Linked DNA regions of Mus musculus: all the other regions are linked to region 2. Evidence: chromatin contacts called from public Hi-C and HiChIP or PLAC-seq data. All regions are on one chromosome and are shown on one strand. The core of a region is the stretch at or near the end of the contact, and the rest is flanking DNA. Distances in the headings are between cores, read along the strand shown.

What was found. A called contact is a pair of places that touch in the nucleus more often than the background predicts. HiChIP or PLAC-seq counts read pairs in DNA pulled down with a chosen protein or histone mark.
Region 1: a contact with region 2 is called in an H3K27ac HiChIP or PLAC-seq map of the HPC-7 cell line, with 7 times the contacts expected there. The contact joins the promoter of Qrsl1 here to the enhancer-like site in region 2. A contact is called at or near these places in 1 of 39 promoter capture datasets (the C10 cell line), 6 of 484 Hi-C or Micro-C datasets (the C10 cell line, bone marrow-derived macrophages, granulocyte-monocyte progenitors and 3 more), 6 of 115 datasets of contacts at active chromatin or transcription factors (the HPC-7 cell line, the SCID.adh cell line, acute myeloid leukemia and 3 more) and 3 of 9 other capture datasets (adipose tissue, liver and pancreatic islet).
Region 3: a contact with region 2 is called in a Hi-C map of pro-B cells, with 3 times the contacts expected there. The contact joins two enhancer-like sites. A contact is called at or near these places in 2 of 39 promoter capture datasets (the C10 cell line and pre-B cells), 1 of 15 datasets of contacts at CTCF or cohesin (large pre-B cells), 13 of 484 Hi-C or Micro-C datasets (B cells, bone marrow, bone marrow-derived macrophages and 8 more), 5 of 115 datasets of contacts at active chromatin or transcription factors (the HPC-7 cell line, the SCID.adh cell line, acute myeloid leukemia and 2 more) and 2 of 9 other capture datasets (liver and pancreatic islet).

Annotation. Positions count from the first base shown.
Region 1 is chr10:43,899,851-43,903,389 of GRCm38.p6, forward strand. Qrsl1 (glutaminyl-tRNA synthase (glutamine-hydrolyzing)-like 1) reads right to left here and starts at 1,886. Exons shown (of 11, transcript NM_001081054.2): 1 at 1,764-1,886. The coding sequence starts at 1,787. It overlaps Rtn4ip1 (reticulon 4 interacting protein 1), which reads left to right and starts at 1,957. Exons shown (of 9, transcript NM_130892.5): 1 at 1,957-2,686. The coding sequence starts at 2,413.
Region 2 is chr10:43,764,152-43,767,519 of GRCm38.p6, forward strand. 1700027J07Rik (RIKEN cDNA 1700027J07 gene) reads left to right here. Exons shown (of 4, transcript NR_040581.2): 3 at 645-907; 4 at 1,576-1,685. Among named protein-coding and RNA genes, the nearest start is that of 1700027J07Rik, 20 kb to the left of the region's middle. Within about 2 kb of position 1,835, at least 38 of the 459 cell types and tissues checked have an H3K27ac peak or open chromatin away from gene starts, as enhancers often do. A contact at or near this core is called in B cells, the HPC-7 cell line, the SCID.adh cell line and 4 more, where this site is marked.
Region 3 is chr10:43,917,194-43,920,595 of GRCm38.p6, forward strand. The region is part of intron 4 of Rtn4ip1 (reticulon 4 interacting protein 1); the gene reads left to right. Among named protein-coding and RNA genes, the nearest start is that of Rtn4ip1, 17 kb to the left of the region's middle. Within about 2 kb of position 1,963, at least 20 of the 459 cell types and tissues checked have an H3K27ac peak or open chromatin away from gene starts, as enhancers often do. A contact at or near this core is called in B cells, pre-B cells and pro-B cells, where this site is marked.

The DNA.
Region 1 (3,539 bases), core at 636-3,135, 140 kb after region 2:
GTAAAGCTTGAAGAGAGTTTGGCCCCAAACAAAGGCAGGCGAGCCATATTGAAGCAAGACTAAGACTTAAGGTGGGACGGTATCTCAAGAGAACAGACTAGAGGGCTTAGTGAGTTGATGGACAGGGAGAGTGAAGGGCAGTGTACAGACCCACGGGTAACGGTGTGCTTCCCGGTTTTGTTCTGGCTTGGGCAATGACACCTCTGCTTTGTTTAGAGTGTTCTGGGCATTTGGAAGAGCCCTCCAGAAGGCCCTCACAGATACGAGCCTGGGCAGGGCTTCTGAAGCTTTTTCTACTCACAATCCTTTTGTGCTAGACAAGCTTTGCAAAGCACAGGTATACTGAGATACAAAGTAGGTATACAAGGCATTAATTGCTAAATCATAAAGGATTTGATTTTAGAACCATTCTATGGAGTCTAGAGTAGTGCCTCAGCAGCTAAGAGCACTGGCTGCTCTTCCACAGGCCCTGAGTTCAAATCCCAGCACCCATAAGGCAGCTCTCAACCACTTAAGACTGTAGTGACATGGGATCTGATACACTCTTCTGGTGTGCAGACATACATGCAGTCAAAAGACCCATATACAATAGATAAATAAATAAATAAATATAGATATTTACAAAATTATTTGGTGTACATAATTCTACTATTAAAGATGAAAGTAAACCTGCATACCAATAAATGCATAGACTTGCTTATTTTTAAATAAAGAATTAAATCCTGGCTGTAGGTTTCCTCAACGTTTTTCATTTTTTTTCAGTTTACCAATATTTTGATTTGATATATCAGTGCTGAGAACACCACTTTGCATAAATATGTTGTACAAAATTGTAGGAGCATGTTTAGCGCCATATTGGGAAAAAGCTGAATAATCTCACATCAAAACTTATTTAGTGATTTTTGAATGAGACTCAAGTCAATAACTCAGCCATTTTTAGAATCAAGCACCTTAAAGCAACAAATCCCAAAGATGCACGCATTTCACACTTAGGGTATGACAAGCTGAAAAACGATTTAGTAAAATATTAAAAGGTTTTGCTTTCTGAAATTAAATAATTATGTTTCTACAAGTTTAGAAAAGTTGCTCATATGTTAAATCTTAATAAACAATACTCTCGATTCTGAGTTGAGATGTTTCCGGCAGCATTTGCTGGGCAGTGCACACATACCCTGCTGCAGAGAGTCGTGAGGAAGCACCGCTGGGTGCGGTCAGAAACACCTTGAACTCACAACTCACAGTTTGATTTTTGAATTAACTTTGCCCACTGTCTCAGGAACACTCCTCCTTCCCTTTCAAAACTGCTGTCACATTTTCTCCTACATTTGTGGTTGCGACCTACAGCTTAAGTAGATGTTCAAACACGATGTGGTAGAAATCCTAGTTTTTTTTTGTTTTTTTTTTTAAGCCACCAATTTTTTTGTTTGTTTCAAATGTGCATGCTACAAAACCGCCCCGTCCCTAAGCGAGCACAGCAGCGACGGGACTGAGATGGCTTGTCTGAGAAACCTCTCCCTAATCGCGCGGGTTGACTGTCGTTCCACTCCACGGCTCAGGGGTTCAAACTTTTTGACGTTCTGACTCTAGGGGATTGACTCAGCGTGTACGGTAAGAGCTTAGGTTCGAATCCCACTTCCCACTCAGGAATGTAGGCGGTCGGGGGGGGGGGGCGTGCCGTGCGGCGTGACCCGGGGCGACCTTGAACTTCCGAGTCCTCCAGTGTCTCAGCCCTCCCTGGTCCCCTCCTGGCCATGTCCACTCACTTCTCGGAGAGTCCGGCCCAGCATAGCCCTCGGAGTCAGCCGGTAGCACCGGGTCCCGGAACAGAGGAAGGAGTCAATCTCTGCCACCGGCGTTACATGGGCGCAGACATCTTGGCTCCTCTTTAACAACGAGCGCCTGGATTGGTCGAGTTCCGGGCGGCGGAAATGATCTCTGCACACGATTGGCTCGCGCGCCGGCGACCGGAGGCGCGCGGACAGGCAAGGAGACCGCGGCCGGGGTCGTGTCAGGAATCCGCCTGACCTAGGAATTGCTAGCCTTGTTTGCTTGTCCCTCTGAGGACTCCCTGCTTGCTTGCTTTTTTTTCCTTAAGGGGAAGGAGAGCGTAAGGAAGGAATGGCCAGTGTACTGACTGGACGCCAACTGGGACATTTCTGACGTGGGGAGCACAGTAGCAATTCTATTTTAATTCCGTCGCGGCTTTAGGTTGAGTTTGCTTCTGAAAGCTCCCCCTCGCTTAATTGACCTGTGGGTTTGGCAGATTTTGGCTGAATTGAAATGTGTTAGTTTGACCTGCTTCAGGTCCTTTCTCTCCACCGTCGCACCCCCCACCCCCGCTCCTCCTTTCTTTTTTCTTTTTCTTTTTTTCTTTTCTTTTTTTCGAGGAAACGTTCTCCATCCCTGCTCAGGATGGGCGTTTTGAAGACCTGTGTACTTAGAAGAAGTGCTTGTGCCGCCGCCTGCTTCTGGAGAAGGACAGTTATCCCAAAGCCACCATTTAGAGGCATTAGTACTACGTCTGCGAGGAGCACTGTCATGCCCGCTTGGGTGATAGATAAATATGGAAAGAATGAAGTCCTTCGATTCACCCAGAACATGATGTTACCTATCATACACTATCCAAATGAAGTCATTATCAAAGTCCACGCTGCCAGTGTAAATCCTATAGATGTTAATATGAGAAGTAAGTTGTCCGGGTTTGTTTGGTTTTAAATCAAAATTCACTGGGCACACAGGTGTTTTGTTGTTTTTCTTTTGAAACAAGGGGTCGTTGTCTAGCCCAGGCTGGCCTCCAATTCATTGTATACCACTGACTAGTCTCCACTCTGCCGCCCTCCTGCTCTGCCTCTCCAGGCCTGGGATTTAGCAGGTGTAGACCACACCTAGTTAATAGACTACATTTAGGTTGGCGTGAGGGAGTCATTTAGGTTTCTTATTACATGTATTTATTTTGTGTTTGGGTGTGTGGAACAGGGCCCAAGTGGAGGTCAAAGGACATCTTGTGGGAGTGAGTTTCTTCCTTCTACCAGGTAGGCTCCGGGCATTAAACTGACCACCAGGCTTGGTAGCAAGCACCACTATAGGCAGAGCCATCTGGTTTCTGATACTATCCCTGCAAATATTTACGACGTTTTGTTGTCACAACTGCTAAGGTATACTTTAATCTTTTATTAAATGTGTTTGTTTCCTTTCACATATGAGTTGGGACCGAGAAGTGATATCTACAGTTAATTTGCTCTGTGGTAATTTTAGGGTCCAGCACAGGCTCCAGAGTTTGGCTATGTTTCCCCATCAGTTCAGAGTCTGGGTCTATGTAATTCCTGTATCCTTCTTGCTGTCCCACGGTTCACAGCTTCTGTTATAGGCCCAGTGTACCAAGCAACAGAGCAGAACTCCTGATAGGGGCACAGCATCCTCGTCATTTCTCATATCCCCATTCCCCACTCCCCACCTCCAGCTTAAATGTGTTTTCTTGTTATACACCCGCTGAAGCTGGGATAATGTTATCCTAATTTCTCTTGCTGGGTCATATTGAA
Region 2 (3,368 bases), core at 585-3,084:
ACATGGGCTGGGAAATGGAGTGCAATGGGAGATTAAACAAACAAACAAACACTTCAATATTAAAAATAACAGCGTGGACTCAGGGCTGGAGAGATGGCTCAGTGGTTAAGAGCACTGACTACTCTTCCAGAGGTCCTGAGTTCAATTCCCAGCAACCACATGGTGGCTTGCAACTGTGTGTAATGGGATCTGATGCCCTCTTCTGGCATGTCTGAAGACAGCTACAGTGTACTCACACTGTATAGATGTGAGTATATGTAAAAAGGTGAGTATATGTAAAATAAATAAATAATTCTCTAAAAATAAAAGTATTGACTCAAGGTTAAGAGATGGCTCTGAACTTAAGAGTACTGGCTGCTCTTCAAGAGGACTCAGGCTTGAGTCCTAGCATCTACATGGTGGCTCACAGCTGCAATTCCAGCTCCAGGGGTTCTGGCTATGCCTTCTTGCAACCATGCACACTCTTGGTGCACAGACATACCTGCAGGCAAAGCATCCTTCACATAGAAAACAAAACAAAAACCTGAGTTCTTCTCAGAAGCTATCAACTGTCCCATAGCCCTTCAGCTGGGAGCAGGGGCTTGTGAGCCGTGCCCTTCACTCCCCAGGCTGGACCATTGATGCTTCCTTTATCTGTACTCCAGCCCTCTGCACTAGTGGGACTGACTCACCGATGACTTGGAACCCCCTACCAGCTCAATGGGAGCAAGAAGGAGCCATTGCTGTCTACAGCTCACAACGGCACTAGGGCAGAAGAGGCAAACTGGAGGATTACTGTAAGAATATGTGTTTCCAACAGCTGGTGAGAACTCCAGATTGCTTCTCTTTCTGCTATGTTCTTCTGGCTTCTTTGGACGTGGTATCACTAGGCAGTCTAGGCTGACCTGGAACTTGCTATCTACCCCAGGTTGGTCTCCAATTTGTTATCATCTTGTTTTAGTCTCTAAAATTCTGGGATTAACAGGCTGGTCCCACCATACCTGGCCTCTCTGCTCTGTATCTTATGCAGCAATTGAATTATTGGTGAACCCACACCCAACCCACTTGCCACCATACAGTCTAGGTAAATCCTTAATGTATGTGTTTTTGCATCTACAAAATTGGTACAATTGCTTTCAAATGAGGCTTCTGCCCTGGAAGACCCATCCCAGAGGGTGGCAGGATGTGGGGAATTTAGCCCTACATTGAATCCTAGTGGGCTAATGGGCCATAAACTAAGACTGAAGAGGAAGGAACTGAGAGAGGCCCAGGGCATCTGTGCTTCCCATGGGGCTTAGCAGTTCTCTGGGTTGCCTGGAGGCCAAAAGGTCCTGCCAGGGACAGATTGTGATAAAGCAGTTTAAAAAGCAAGAGGAAAGGGAGGGCCAGGGCGTACTTCCTGAAGTGAGCTACAGTGAGCATTGGGAACCTTATTTGTGCTGGGTGGAGAAAATTATTTGTTTTTTTCCTGGCCCTTTGGAAACCCAGACTCACCAGAAAGGAAAAAAAATATTTCACATTGCTTTAGCAAAGTTCAAATAGACTCTATGTTCCGCTGGAATAATCTGGAATGTATGTGCTAATTCTCTATTGCAGGTCTCAGTCCTGGGTAGGCCAGCCTTCCTTAATACAGATTTAAAGAAAAAACTGCTTCCCTCCAGGTTCTGTGCCTTAGGCTTGCCATCAAAATAAAGAGCATTTACATGAATTTGAACTTTCTGAACTATTATCATTGCTGGATCAATTCGGCCAAGCCTTTTCCCCAATACCGCTCTTCCTCCACACGTCCCTATCAGGAACCCACAGAGGCAGCCAGGTTTCCTTTAGTTTGAGGAACCCCGCTTTGCTCAGCAAGGCTCTTCATAAGCTGTCTCTCCTCTTTCACCCAACACAACTGTGTGCTTCACTTCTAAATTCTAGACCAGGCTAATCTCACGGTGACCTGCAGACACCAGATACTGTGAAGTTTTTGGCTTTGCAACATAAAGACAAGCCGAGGCCAATAGAGCACATTACACATGTTTATTCTTACATTCTATTTTGCATTCTTGTTTATGAAGCTTATCCTAATGGCTTCCCTCCAGCCCTTCTGGAGCTGACTCTGCTAGTGGCCTCCCTAAGGGATCCTCTACTCATGGCATGGGTAATGTGATCCCAGCTCAATGTAAAGCCCAATGGATGAGGCCAGTCAATCACCGAGGCTCCACCCACTGCCCACGACTGGTAGGAGTGACCATTGGTTGTGGAGGAAAAGGATCTTCACCGAGACTCTCAGCAGGGCCGCTTGCTCCTAAGAAACTGTCCTTTTCCTGTCACAGATGGACATCGCCATACTTGCTGGTTTTGCTTGGAACCTGTGAGGCAGGTGAGAGGCTGACAGACAGTCAGGAATAGCTACATGACAGAAGGAAAGAACTAGTTAACCCTAGTAGCTGCCTATTTCTGTACTGCCACACCACCTCCAGTAGGATCTGTGTGACAAGTTCCACAGACTGAGGCGACTGACCTCAAAAGGGGGAGTCTCCTGGAACTGGTTGTGGAACTCTTCACTGGAGAAAAATTATTGAGCCATAGTTCTTATGACAATCGATTTCTTTTGTTTTCTCATATTCCTTTTTCTTATTTTCATGTTCCAGGTAGCCTAGGCCAAGATCTTAAGCAAGAATAATGGGTAAGAAACCATCCCTAGAGATGGGGACACTAACATGACCTTATCCCCAGGGAAACCAACGCTTTACTTTCTAAATCATTTACAAAACTATGATTATAAAAACTTTCCCAACAATAAAATTTCATATGGCTACACATGTGTCATCAGAGGTGAGTTTTTGGTATGGTAAAGAAAGCCTTAATTAGGAAGAATTAAAATAGTTTAAATTTATGCATTGAAGATTTATTTAAAAAATCAGGCATTAGATGTTAAATAATAACTGACTATATGGGGCTGGAGAGTTAGCTCAGCAGTTAAGAGCACTGACCATAAAGATTTATTAATCTGCTCCTGTAAATATGCCACTAGCCTTGGACAATTGCCCCCATTGAATACATCCTTTTAAAATTGTTATATTTTGATGACTTATATTAATAATGATGTTACCTGTTTTGTTTGTGATTCACTGAATACATAGTTTCAGAGTTGTAATGCTTGGATGATTTTTTTGCTTTACTGTGTCAAATGAATTTTATTGGTATTTGTGATTGTTTCACTGGATATAGTTTCTAAGAGATGTAATGTTTTTTTTTTTAATGTATAAAATCCTCTGCTTGAGAGCTGCAAAATACACTCAGATTCAAACTGCATCTGTGTTTGTTTCTGTTTGTCACTGCCGATTCCTTACCTACCTGGCCTCGAGAACCCACATTCCAGGGACCCCCATACCCAGCTGGGG
Region 3 (3,402 bases), core at 713-3,212, 150 kb after region 2:
TGCGTGTGACCCGAGGACCTGGTGCTCCACGCCTGTCCCCAGGGCCTGTCCTACATGGACAGTCCATCTTAAGGTCCAGTTGAAGTTCTGAATAATCTTAGATAATAGAACCACTGTTAGTCGGTATCTCAAGTTCTTGATCCATTATGGGGGAGGCAGTTACCCTGGGCATTTGCCAAAGTATATAAATAGCTTTGTGCTCATGGGAAAGGGTGTTTATATTTCAGATGTCTAACTCATACATGAACTGTTCTGTAACCTGGGAGATGTCAGTATGAGTTACAGAGATTCAGAAGGGAAGGAAACCAGCCCAGGCTCTCTTAGTCCCCATTCGGTTGCTTTGTTCGTAACTGTATTATCTCCCTCAGTCAAAGTTTCTCATCCACGGTAGTTAGTAGGGAACTTAGCATGGTAAGTAAGCAGCATGTTGTGCTAGGATAGGTCGGCTGCAGCTTCACCTGTCTCTCCACTCCCACATTGAAAAGGAGCTCGTGAAACTCAAATGTGGGTCATCGTCAGCACCATTCTTATTTCCTAAAGGTCATTGTTTTTACCTGTAGAAAACATAGCCAGACTTCATCGTTTTTATTGGGATCTACTAGGAGTATTTTAATCTCACGGGGAGCCAGGAAAGCCTATTACACCTGTGTTAAAAAGCACAACATGAGTCAGTGCCGAGATCTGGACATTTGCAGCCCAGGTTTCTTCAGGCCAAGACAGAACAGAAACTTGAGAGTAAATTCCTCCTTCGGGTTCCCTCATGGTTGTGTGTGTGTGCACATGTGCACTCGAGTTTTTGTGTCTGTGAATGTATGCCACATGTGTGAGAGCACTTGTGGAAGCCAGAAGTCTGATCTCCTTGAAGTAGAGTTGTGGCAATTGAAAGGCACCTGATGTGGGTGCTGGGAACTGAACTCAGGTCCTCTGGAAGAGCAGTAAGTGTTCTTATCTGCTGAGCCATCTCTCCAAAGAAGCCACTGTTAAATCAGCACATTATTGGCTTATTCAAACATTAGGCAGAAATGACAGAGCGAATTAGGATTTTAGAGTTTAAGAAAGCAAGTATGATAGCACATACCTGTAACCAACCACTCTGGAGGCTGAGCTAGGAGGGCCAGGACTTCAAGACCACCCTCGGCTCCATAGCAAGGTCTGAGGCCAGCGGGGGCTACCTAATACTCTGTCTCAACAACAAAGAAGAATGCATAGCATTGTAGTCATCATTCCTATTCTCTAGTGCTTTCTAGGTCTGCCATTAATTAGATCAAGCCACAGAATTTTCAGAGTAAGCTGTGGTCTATGAAGTGAGGAGCCATGTGTTAAAGACCTGGGCAATCTTGAATTACAATGTTCATGGGCTTTTTCCTATAGAAGCCAGTGGTTCTCAGCCTGTGGGTTGTAACCCCTTTGGCAAACATCTGTCTTCAAAATATTTACATGATGATTTATAACAGTGGCAAAATTACAGTCATGAAATAGCAGTGAAAACAGTTTTATGGTTGGGAGTCTCCACAATATGAACTGTCTCAAAGGCTGCCGACCATTGATATAAAATAGCAAGCAGCACACTTTTTTCACCATTTTTTTCTTTTTTCTAACTTTGGTTGGGTGTGCATGTGGAGTGTGGTGATACAGCAAGGTAGGTAAGAAAATCCTCCTGAACAGCACTGGGGGACAGAGTGAGGGTGGGCGCCACGGTGCTCTTCCCTTAGGTCTGCGAGGTACTTTATAGAATACAGTTAGCTTAGCCACAGAACGTCAGCTTATTGCTGGCTTTAGACTTTATTTTGCCTGCTGTCCCTTTAGAGATTGGCTTTGTTCGGAAAAAGAATAGGCCCTGCCTGACCCTACACAAAACTAAAGTTTGTGCGGCCAGAAAAAAGTCCTCCCTCAGTGTCTCAGCACTTCCTTGGTGCGCCTCCATCCCGTCTTGAGCCTGCTTCTCTGCTCGTTTGCACTTTGAGGGCTCCCTCAGGTGGCAGCATTGGGAACTGACACTGGTTGTAGAGCATCACGCTTTTGTGAGATAATTTTGCTGTTTTATTTAGGAAGTGAGGCTGCTTCGGATTAAGGGTTATGGGGAAGAGACAAGCTGACAGGAAGGAGGTCAGAGACATGTCTGTCAGTTGGAACCCGGGCAGCCATGATATTTGCTGTCCTTTTAATCCTGTCTGCTAAGTGTGTCCTCCTTTATCTCCAGTCCTTGTGCAAAGCAGACATCCCTCCAGGCTGAGTACTGCTAGTGCTGGGGTGCTTCTAACAGTAGTGCCGCTGGTTTGTAGCTTCCATAGGAAATCGTCTCAAGCCACCAGAGAGGCGTTTTCTTAAGCAGAGCCTTAGGAGTCAAAAATCACCGCTGTTAGACAAAAAAACTTGGTAAAATGCCTGTCCTTTCTCTGTCCTAATGTAGAGTAAAAGAAAAGTGTGATGTTACTTGAAGGAGAATTTGACTAATTTAGGTAATAATCAAAGAGTCAAGGCCAAGTATTTTATGGGTAAATTAACTGTTAAAAATCCGTATGATAGTTGTTTTGTTGTTTACATGATTTGGTTTGAGAGAGTCTCACTGAGCTGCCCAGGCTGATCTTGACCTTACATTCTCCTGCCTCAGCCTCCTCCTCCCGAGTGCTGGGATTCCAGGTGTGTACCAGCACCTCAGCTGTGTGACACTTCCTGTGTCATATTTCCCCACTTGGGAATACTAACGCTATCGCATGGGTTGAAGTTTGGAGGAGATGGAACATCTGCAGAGTGTCACCTCTTCTTCACTAGTGATAGCTTTGAGATGAAAACCACTTCTAGAAGTAACGTGATTTTCAAAGAGACTTTTTAAAATTATATTTAATGGTATTTCAAAGGGAACAGCTGACTTGGAAATTATAGTCATAACTCTTAACACACAACAGATGATAATAATCAGCCTCTGTGATTTGCGTGAGGGACAGAAAGATGAAGTAGCTAAGATTACAGGCAGGGTGTGTGTTCTAAGGCTCAGTGCACTGGTTAGCAGTAGGTGGCAAAATTCTATACTGTCTCGTAGTGAAGATAGAGGGCCTATAACTAGTAGTTATGTAATGATAGTGGTAGATAGACGGCAGGCACCCCCTCCACTTATCTCAGGAGTGTTTTCTGTGGGCGCTCAGGGAATTTTCATGAAATAGCCTCCGTAATAGTTAATATAGTACCAGATACCAGACCCCATTATGTCATGGCCTTCCACCTCTACTGGGTACAATGTTCTAGATATTTGACATCATGCAGCCCAGGTTCCGCCCCCCCCCCCCCCATGTGTGTACACATGTATGTTCCATAGCACTCGCATGGAGGCAGACAACACCTTTCAGGAGTTTGTTCTGCCCTCTTACCCCCACTCCTGCGGGTGCCGATGGTTGCTCTCAGGTG